Linked DNA regions of Sus scrofa: region 1 is linked to region 2. A link is a contact called in public HiChIP or PLAC-seq data. All regions are on one chromosome and are shown on one strand. Each heading gives the region's core, a stretch centred on a gene start, on an enhancer-like site or on the middle of the called end of the contact. The rest is flanking DNA. Distances are from core to core; before and after follow the strand shown.

The links. HiChIP or PLAC-seq counts read pairs in DNA pulled down with a chosen protein or histone mark.
Region 1: a contact with region 2 is called in an H3K27ac HiChIP or PLAC-seq map of alveolar macrophages. The contact joins two enhancer-like sites. A contact is called at or near these places in 3 of 47 Hi-C or Micro-C datasets (heart right ventricle and liver) and 2 of 2 datasets of contacts at active chromatin or transcription factors (alveolar macrophages and skeletal muscle).

What each region holds. Positions count from the first base shown.
Region 1 is chr1:265,101,240-265,106,038 of Sscrofa11.1, forward strand. All of the region lies in intron 1 of NEK6 (serine/threonine-protein kinase Nek6), which reads left to right. Among named protein-coding and RNA genes, the nearest start is that of NEK6, 25 kb to the left of the region's middle. Within about 2 kb of position 1,397, at least 53 of the 83 cell types and tissues checked have an H3K27ac peak or open chromatin away from gene starts, as enhancers often do. A contact at or near this core is called in alveolar macrophages, where this site is marked.
Region 2 is chr1:265,023,443-265,028,464 of Sscrofa11.1, forward strand. No RefSeq gene overlaps it. Among named protein-coding and RNA genes, the nearest start is that of NEK6, 52 kb to the right of the region's middle. Within about 2 kb of position 1,884, at least 10 of the 83 cell types and tissues checked have an H3K27ac peak or open chromatin away from gene starts, as enhancers often do. A contact at or near this core is called in alveolar macrophages, where this site is marked.

The DNA of each region.
Region 1 (4,799 bases), core at 147-2,646, 77 kb after region 2:
GGGGTGGGGGTCACATTTCAGCATCACCAGAACCCACTTCTCATCTAGGGAGACTGAGACTCAGAAAGGTCAGCATGGTGGCCAAGACTCCCAGCCAGTCATCCGCGGGGCTGGTCTTCACAGGGCTTTGACCCTCCAGGCCTGTTAGAGCACCAGCCCCTCTCCTTGGCCTTTGCCTTCCAATGCCAAGCTCCCCGAGGGCTGGACCCGGCAGCCCAGGACCAGGTCCATACTCCCCCTTCCCTCTCCCTCCCTCCCCCTGAGCACTGTGCCCCCATCTAGAGCACACTCACACCCCACTTTGGTGCCCGGCAGGTGGGCCTCCTGTGTGCCAGGCACACCTTGGGTCTTTGGCCTCCACCATCTCATCAAGCGAGCTTTTTAGGGAGGGCTTCCAGTGTTCAGATCACGGCAAGTGAGGCTCATAGAGGTTCTGAAACTTGGCCTTGATTTTCCAGCAAATAGGTGAAGGACCTCCAATTGAAATTCAGGGAGGGCCATTGCCTGTTGGAACAGTCCTGCTGGAGGAGAAGGGTCATTTGTTTGTGGGCCGGCCTGGGGCAAGATGATTGAGAAGCCTAGACTGTGTCAATGGTTTGGGGGGGCAGGGGGGAGCCAGATGGAAGAGGCTTTCCCACCAAAAAAGAGCCGGGAGTCCGCTGGGGTCAGGCAGGGCCGGCGCTCGGGGTGGGATTCGGGCTCTCCCTTGGCTTCCTGGGCAAGGTGTGCTGATGAGGCTCCCCAGCCAGGCCAGTCCTTAGACACCCTGCTCTGGCCCTTTCTTCTGTGGCCTGGGTCGTCCTGCCTGTGCAGTGGGAGGAAGGAAAGACCCTCCCTCCTCCTCTCGGACTGTTGATTATTTGCTAAGCCGTTCGCTGCACCATCTGAGTTCATTGTCCCTGCGACCCTCTGAAGCCTTATTCGTAGTACCTGGCCCGCTCCTTGGCTGCTTTTCTCCGTAGCACTTACTGTGTCTAGAATGACCGTGTCTGTTTGCTGCCACGTCTGGAGCCGTCTCTTGACTACACACCTCTGGAGGGACAGGACTTTCTCTGCCTGTGCCTCTCACGGTGCTGGGCTCTGTGAGCCTCTCAAGAAAGCCCTGGCACAGGATGACGGAATGAAGGAATCTCGTTTTCTTGGCAAGGAAAGGCAGCCCCCAGGGCACAGGTCTATGCCCTCTGGCCTGTCCGGGGCCGGCTGGGGCCTCTCTCACTGACGGGCCCTTGGCCTGGAATTCCAGGTGCGCCTGTGTCCCTGCAGGTCCACGGCGCCCAAAGAAACTTCCAGTCCACGCTTGTGGCTTTGGATCAGCTCAGAAGAAGCGTGTCCTGTGACTGCTCAAGGAATCTGGGCATTTAGCCCAGAAAAGAGTGTGTTTCCTGGCTTCCTGAGAACTGGGGCCCACCCTGCCCCTGGCCTGGGTGTGCAGGAGGGGAGGGAGGGAGGGATGGACTCCAGCCCTGGAAGGCAACGGCGTCAGCCCTTAGCATCTGAGGCTGTCCCGGCAAGGCCACCCCGGCACGGCTGTCAGCCCAAGCTCTCTGGGCAGAGGTTTCCCCCACGCTGGGGGCATCTCAGAGATGGGATTAGCGCTCTCGAGTTCCTGGCGAAGACACATTCCTTGAACAGAGACAGATTTTTATCCCCAGGCTTCTCTGCCAGCGCGCCTGGCGGGTTTCCACGGGGCAGACGTGGGTGCAGTGGTCACGAATTGCAGGGGTGACCGGCTTCCACTGGGTCATCGGGCCACCGGGGCCAGATGTTTGGAAGGCTCCTCCCCACAGAGGCAGGCATCTGGCCTCTCCCTCCAAGGCTGGGCGTGGGGTTTACGAGGTGCCTTTGAAGAGGGCTGGAGCCGTCCGGCCCGTGATGTCTGCCCGTTGCGTAATTTCGCAATTTGCTTTTCTTTTCACCAGAAGGGTCAGTGCGTGTCTCTCTCTCTCTCTCCTTGTCCCTCCTCCTTTTCATTTTTCTCCTCTCTTCCTCCCGATCCTCCCTCATTGACTGGCCTGGAATCCCTCCTCCTCCTCCTCCTCCTCGGGCTGGGAGATCACCCAGTCCTCAGAGGGGATTAACTGGAATTACCCACAGGTTAACTGGAATATTCTTGTCAAGTCACTGAGATGGAGAAAACCTCCTTTTTGTAACAAAAATTTTTGGTTAGGCATTCCCATCGTGGCTCAGTGGTTAACGAATCCGACTAGGAGCCATGAAGTTGCGGGTTCGATCCCTGGCCCTGCTCAGTGGGTTAAGGATCTGGCGTTGCCGTGAGCTGTGGTGTGGGTTGCAGACGCAGCTCGGATCTAGCAGGCTGTGGCTGTGGCGTAGGCTGGTGACTACAGCTCTGATTCAATCCCTAGCCTGGGAGCCTCTATATGCCGGGGGTGTGACCCCAGAAAAAGACCCCCCCAAATTCTTTTTTTGTCATAGTTGATTTACAATGTTCGGTCGATTTCTGCTGTACAGCAAAATGACCCCGTTATCCATATGTATATATTCACACATTCTTTTTCTCACATTATCCTCCATCATGTTCCACCACAAGAGATTGGATCTCATGGCCTGTGCTATACAGCAGGACCTCATTGCTTATCCACTCCAGATGCTACAGTTTGCATCTGCTAACCCCATACTCCCAGGCCGTCCCACTCCCTCCCCCTCCCCCTTGGCAACGCCAAGTCTGTTCTTCGTGTGCATGAGTTTGTTTCGAGAAAACCTCCGTTTTGTACTCAGCCGAGCGTGGAGGAGGCCAGCCTCCCTTCTCTTTGGCCAGGACATTACGAAGTCACCCATCAGGGCACAGCAGCCCGCAGTTTGGTTCCCAAACGCCAGACCCAGACCGGACCCAGGGCTGGGTGACACGGTCGTGGACCCATGGTGACGTGAGAAAACTGAAGGACAGGTCTGGCATGGGCTGCTTTCTCCTGTCAGGTGTCCCTTTATGCAGGACGGAAATTTTGTTTTAGATGTCAGGGAACGTCGGCCACCTTCTGTCCATGTTCGCAACTTGGGGGAAGCCTTTGAGGCCTGTGAAAGCCCCAGCCCTGGGAACCACTGACTGACTTCCTCTGCGGCTCCCGAAATGGAAGTTGAGCCTGAGGAAGTCTTGGGTGATGCTTGCAGTGCCTGGAGAAGCCCGGCTGCCTGTGAGGGCCAGCTGTGCCCCCCGGGGGTGGGCAGGGAGTGTATTCACTTCCTGGGGCCTCCACAGCACATCCCCGCACACAGGGTGGCCTAAGACAATAGACATTTATTCTCCCACAGCCCTGGAGGTCAGAAGTCCAAAATCACGGTGTGGGCAGGGTTGGTTCCTTCTGGAGGCCCCGAGGGCGAGTCTGTTCTGTGCCTCTCTCTCCTGGCTTCTGGTGGTTCCTGGCAGTCCTTGGTCTTCTGTGGCTTGAGCCCACATCACTCCCATCTGTGCCTCTGTCGACACACGCCCCTCCCCCTGCCCCCCCCCCGCCCCTGCCATGTGTCTCTGAGTTCAAGTTTCCCTCTGCTTATAAAGACACCAGTCATTGGATGAGGGTGACTGTACTCCCTGCCATCTCATCTTAATTTGATTGCATATGCAGAGACCCTCTTTCCAAAGAAGGCCCTGGTCCCCAGTTGCAGGTAGTCATAAGCTTTGTATTTGACCTGGTACGGGGCCTGGAGTGTGAAGAGGAGGAGGGCCTGCCAGTCTGGACAGAACACTGATGAGCCTTAGGGTGGAATGCCTCCGGCTGTTGCATTGGGTTAACCAGGGTACCCAGGGGGTCGGCTGACATCCCCGCCCGAGACAGAGGTGCACAAGGACCCCAGGCCTTGAAGGGGCAGCCGTTCTCACAGCCAGGGCCGGGTCATGTCAACCCCACGGAATAGACTCAGAGAGACCTGGCCAGGGGCTCGCTGACCCCGTAGTCCGTGCTCCGCATCCCAGACTCACTGGTCATACAAGTGTTTAGTCCTTCGGTGGCACCGGCCACGACAGCTTAGAGCCAAGGGCCTCTCCTCGCCCTGCAGGAGCCGCCGGTCCTGGCCCTGCTCCCTGGGCCAGGAGAGCAGCCCCTCCCCGTAATGACAGGGCCCCGCCGTTACCATTGGGTGACGCCTGCCAGCGCGGCCTCCGCCTGCTTTGTGGGTAAAGGGCAGCCTGCAGGGCAGGAAGGAGGGACCCAGGCTCTTCTGTCCCTTCAGGGACACTTATCGCTTTTTGGCACAGGCCCTGCAGCCAGATGTTTCCGGCTTAGCTTCTCAGCCTGACACCTCCCGGCTGGGTGGTCTTGAGCAAGCAAGCCCCAGGCCTCCACCAGCCTCTCAACCCCTCTCCTGGGCCCGAGGAGTAGGGCATCCAGTCCTACCCGTTTCAGGATGAGGGAAGGGCCGAGTGAATTAGAGGTTGCGACCCCCTTCTCTGCATCCCTCCGGTGCCTAGCACAGGGGCTGGCACACTGCCGGTGCTCAATAAATATGCACCAAATAGGACAGAGTGGCTCGGAGCCTGGAATGAAAGCCTCATGGCACTCCTGGGGCATGGCCCCCTGCAGGGTCTCTCGAGAGGGAGGTTCTGTAGGCGTTTCCTTCCTCCTGGCCATGGACAAGTTCCCCAGGGTCACCAGGGCAGGGCTGGGGAGGTCAAGTGAGCACGTAACATTGGCAGAGGCAGGATGCTGCTGGACTGTGACTGGGGCTTTGATTCATCACGTAAACTCATTGAGTAAAAATCATACTAAGCTTGGTCCCGTGGGAGACAGGGTGTGCACAAGAGCACTGGAAAGGGAGTCTGGAGAGCCACATTCTTGCCCTGATTTTGC
Region 2 (5,022 bases), core at 634-3,133:
CTCCAGAACAGCTGGAATGATGGGAAGGGGAGGGAGGCATTGAATCACAGCACCCCCCAGCTTGAAAGCCTCTGATGGCTTCCGAGCACTCTATGCAGCCCCTATGGACTCTCTGATTGCCTCCCCAACCTCCCCCCAGACTGAATGTCCTGCCATCCTTCCACCTCTGGGGTCTTTGCACAGGCTCTTCTCTTGCCTTTCTCCCCACCCACTCCCACGTCCCTTCCTCCACTCCGCTAACTTCCGAGCTTCCCCAGCCCTCAGCTTATAGACCCTTCCCCTGAGCAGCCTTCCTTGGTGCCCCTCCCCCACTTGGGGTTTGGCGCTCCTTCCCTGGGCAGCCCAGTCCAGAGCTTCTCACCATACATTTTCCGCAGCCCACATCACACCCACATCCACTTTGTGACTCCAGTTTCCCTGAAGGAAGGGAAGGACAGTGTCTGTTTTGTTCTTTGCGGTGGAGCTACAGCTGGAGCTCATCCATGGTTGAATGAATGAATGAATGAAATCTCCCCCTCTTTGTTACTATTCTAGCCCTGCTCTCAGTCCAGAGTCCTGAAATGAGTTTTTGCCCTGTTTCGCAGGCCCGGCCTTCACTAGGGTGCTCCTCTAAAGGGCACAAGGACAGGCCCATGGCAGCCCAGAGACTCGAGGTCCACCCAAGCCAAGGCCCTTTAGTGATAAGCTGGGGGCATTTCCTCATTCCCCAGGTCTCCCCAGGACACCTGCCAGCATGTTCATTTCTCACCAACTATTCCTCATCCTCGTTTCCCTGGTTGGCTGCACTGGGGACGACCCTCCCAGCCCTGTTGGTCCGCTTGAGTGTAGCCATGGTAGGAATATTTACACCAGGGACATTGGCAAGTGCTACAAATTAGGGCTCTGCTATTGTTGTTCAGAGAGCCGGTTTACAGTTCACCCCTGGATTTCATTCTGGCGGCAGTTTCAGGACTGGCTCAAATTCCTTGGGCTCTAACAGCCAGACAGAGGCTGGCCTCAGCTTGCCCAGGCTCCTGGCTGTCAGGTGTCCCACCTGCCTTCTGCCACTACGTCTGTCTCACTAACTCTGTCTCTCTCACAAACACATCCCTGTCTGCCTTTTCCTTCTTCTCACTGTCTTTTTGTCTCATGCTCTTTTTCTGTCTCTCTCCTTGTGCCACTATCTTTCCTTCCATGCAGCTGTCTCTCCCTCCTCTCTCCCACAAACACATTTCAGCCTGTGATCAAGTCTTTCCTCTGCTATTTTATGAACAGGCAGCCAAATATGCCCCCCACCACCACCCAGGTTTAGGACTCATTTCAAGTAACCAGCCCCAAAGGCAGCCCAGCATTTCTGAATCTCAATGCCAAAATCATGAGAGAGAGAGAGAGAGAGAAGCTGATGGGCTCAGCTTGAGTCAGCATCCAGCCCTGGTCCAGCCACTGTCATCAGGAGAGCAGAGCAGTGAGAAATTAACAGGGTCTGTGGGACTCTGCCTCGGGGGAGGAGGAAGTCTCCAAGAAGGGAGGTGGAGGCCAGAGGAGCACAAGAGATGCTCATCACATCTGTCTGCCCAGGTGGACCCTCTCAGCAATCGGTTTCAACCTGAAGCAAGCTCGAATCCCCCATCCCTTTGGCCATAGTCATCTGAGCTCCCAGTGTGTCCCCATTCTCTTCATTCCAGCACAAGCCACTTCCCTTCTTGGAGGCTCAGCTTCCTCATCTGTGAAATGGTGACAAAAACCCCTCCCAGAAAGGCAGTTGCAAGATCCTACTCGACATCTTGTGGGCAGAGTGCCCAAGGCCCTTTGGTCAGAATGACCATGACACATTTGAGTTCCCTAAAGTCCCAGAAGTTCCCCTGGTCTTCACCCACCTACCTCCTCCTCCTTCTTCCTCTCCTGCCACCACCATCCTCCCCCACTGCCAGTGTGGTCCCCGGATGTCTTGTGGTCACACCCAGTGAGACACACCACCACCCTCACCACACACGCATCACTAATTTGCAACACCCACCAGGGCGCCTGCACTTAGTTATTGAAACCACTGAATTCTGACCCTCCTCTCTCAGTCACTAAGCCTCATGCCCAAGCCTGGCTGGGCTCCTTGTGGACCAGCCTTTGCCACCCAACCCCCAGGCTGGATACTGTGGGGGATACTAGCAGAAAGGGGAGGGAGGCAGGAAACACCAGTGTCTACAGGACATCAAACACCCTGGGTGCTTCTAAAGGCCTCCTGGGACACCCTCCACATCCTGTGGACAGAAGCATCTATTGCTTTATATTTCTTCTTATTATTATGTTGTCATCCATTGAGTGAATGTTCCCTATCCTCTCTGGCTGGGCACTGGAGATCTGGAGATGCGACAGAGCGGGTGCTAAACTTGGGAATCTTTTTTTTTTTTGGCTTTTTAGGGCTGCACCCATGGCATATGGAGGTTCCCAGGCTAGGGGTCCAATCAGAGCTGTAGCTGCCAGCCACAGCCACAGCCACAGCCATGCCAGATCCGAGCCATGTCTGCGACCTACATCACAGCTCATGGCAATGCCGGATCCTTAACCCACTGAGCGAGGCCAGGGATCGAACTCACAACCTCATGGTTCCTAGTTGGATTCGTTTCTGCTGCGCCACGATGGGAACTCCCAACATGGAAATCTTAACCCATGCCCTAAGGCTGTCCAGGTCTCATCAGCCTATGGGTGGAAAATAAAAAATCACATGAAGATACACACCCAGCCCCCCAACCCTCCCCTCACCCCAGAACTCCAGTCTACCTCGAACCCCTACCTGCCACCCTCATGGTAGTTCTGGTTGACCCCAGTGGAGATTTGAATGGAGCCATGAATCTGTCTGGGTTGTGTTGCCCTCTGCTGGCCTCTGCCCCCCACCCGCCCCCCCACTGGGTGGTGAAACTCTTCAGCCCTGTGGGCACCTTGGCTGGCCTTTGAGGCCCTGAGTCTGCCACTCTAGCCTCTGCTCCACCCAAACTCTGCCTTGGCCTTGGCCTTGGCCCATCCTCAGGGGTTACTGAAGGCTCCCACGCCCAAGGTTCAGGCAGCTCCTGGGTCTGTGACAAATGGCTTTATTCTCAGCCAAGAGGTCCCTACAGTGGGAGGGCTTAAGCCCACACGTGATATAGAGGTTGATGAAGCTGCGCCTTCAGTTCAAAACACACGACAGCTTTCTCCCTGGGGGCAGCTTTCTCCCTGGAGGAGATTTAGGGGGGCTTCAAATCCGCAATGCTCTTTTTCATGCAGATCCTGTTGCTTGCTCCAGAAGCCACGTTTTCTAAAGATTCATTCTCCCCACGAGGCCCTGCAGCCCCTCCTTGCACCCCGACTGCCACTGGCCATTCCCAGCTGCAAGTAGCAGAAACCTCCACTCTGCTGGCAAAATGTCCTGTCTCACAGGAAACTGAAGGTGGGCAGGCCTGCTCCCAGGTCCACGGGCTCTGCACTAGGCTGGATGTGTTGGTCCGCACACAGCCGCTGGCTTCTGATCTGCTCTGCTGGGCTTTCCTTGGCTGTTGGAAGGTGAGCCAGTCCCCAAAAGCCTTTGTGGGAGTTGCTTTGTCCTGGAGCCCCTGTGATCGGCTGGGAGAGGAGTGCTCTCCTGCTCACCGCGGCCCCTTCAGCCCAGGCCTCAGAATAAACACTGGCAGAATAGACCAGAACCCAACCCACAGTCTGCAGCCCAGGGCCCAGCCCTGCCCAGCCCAGCCCAGCCTGAAGTGGCTGAACCCACAGGAAACCTGCTGACCCGTGACCTTGAGCCTGAGCAGTGGTGTCACTCACTGAATTTGGGGCACAGTTGTCTTGTGGTATTACCCTAGTCACAGCTGACGACACTGGAGGTGGGGTCACTTTCCTCAGGCCTGTCCCCTCAGGTCTCGGGTGACTGCTGCAGGGCCAGGAGCCACGTCTTCAGACAGCCACATGGAGAGGCAGGAGAAACAAGGAGCTTTTCTGCAATGGCTCAAAGGGGACACCTTCCCCAGACGCCTCCTCCCCCATAATGTCTCCTCCTGTCTAGTGGGCAGAGTGGTGTCATAGGCCTGTCACCCACGTTCTAATCAACCAAGGCAAGAGGGGTGGAAGCACGGTGATTGGCTCACATTAGAGAAGATCCCCCTCCTAGCGGTGGAGAAGGGGTTCCCTGAATCATAGGGGTGCCCAGCGGTCAACCAGACGGAGAGGGTTCAATCAGCGAGGGTGGAAGTGGGCCACAGCGAGTGAGTGGGAACCCACAGGTGCAGCCACAGACTCCTGCAGCCCCAGGAAACTGACAGTCAAATGTAATATCTCTTAATGCATATGTCAAACACTTAATTGTTAAAACAGCACCGCGATTCTTATTTCCCCGTGATTCCAATCGGTCCTCTCTGGGTTGACAACCTTAAGGCAGTCGTGGACTGCCAGATTTTTAGCAGAAGCATTAAAAAAAAAAAAATTAGGCAGACCTCTAAAACGTAAGACAAAGAAATGTTGTGATTCATAGGGGGTTTGAATCTGTGGCAGTGGGGGACAGGGAGCAGGATTGGGGGGGATCCCCAAGCTTAACCTGCTCAGCTTCCCTCTTCACCTCCTCCCACTCAGGACCCCTGAGATAGGGTCAAAGAGCCCAGGATTCCACCAAAGTCAGTTAGGAAACAATTATTTACCAAAAACAGAAGCCACGTTTATTGAGTATCTACTATGTCCTAGGCCATTGTATATATATTGGCACCTTTAATCTGACAATATCCTTGGAATTCGCTTAGTGGCACAGCAGGTTGAGGATCTGGCATTGTCACTGCAGCAGCTTGGGTGGCTGCTGTGGTTTGAGTTCAATTCCTGATGCAGGAATTTCCTCATGCTGTGGGCACAGCCAAAAAAAAAAAAAAAATCTGACAATATCCTTCATGCAGTGCCCCATTCCCTACCCGCCACCCCCAGGGGAACTGGCCTCAGGACAGCGCCCCAGGCTGGCAGTGAGGCGCTGGGGAAGAGCATTCATTCTGAAGGCAAGGGGTGGCTCTGGAGGTGGCCTGGGTTTGAGTTCCA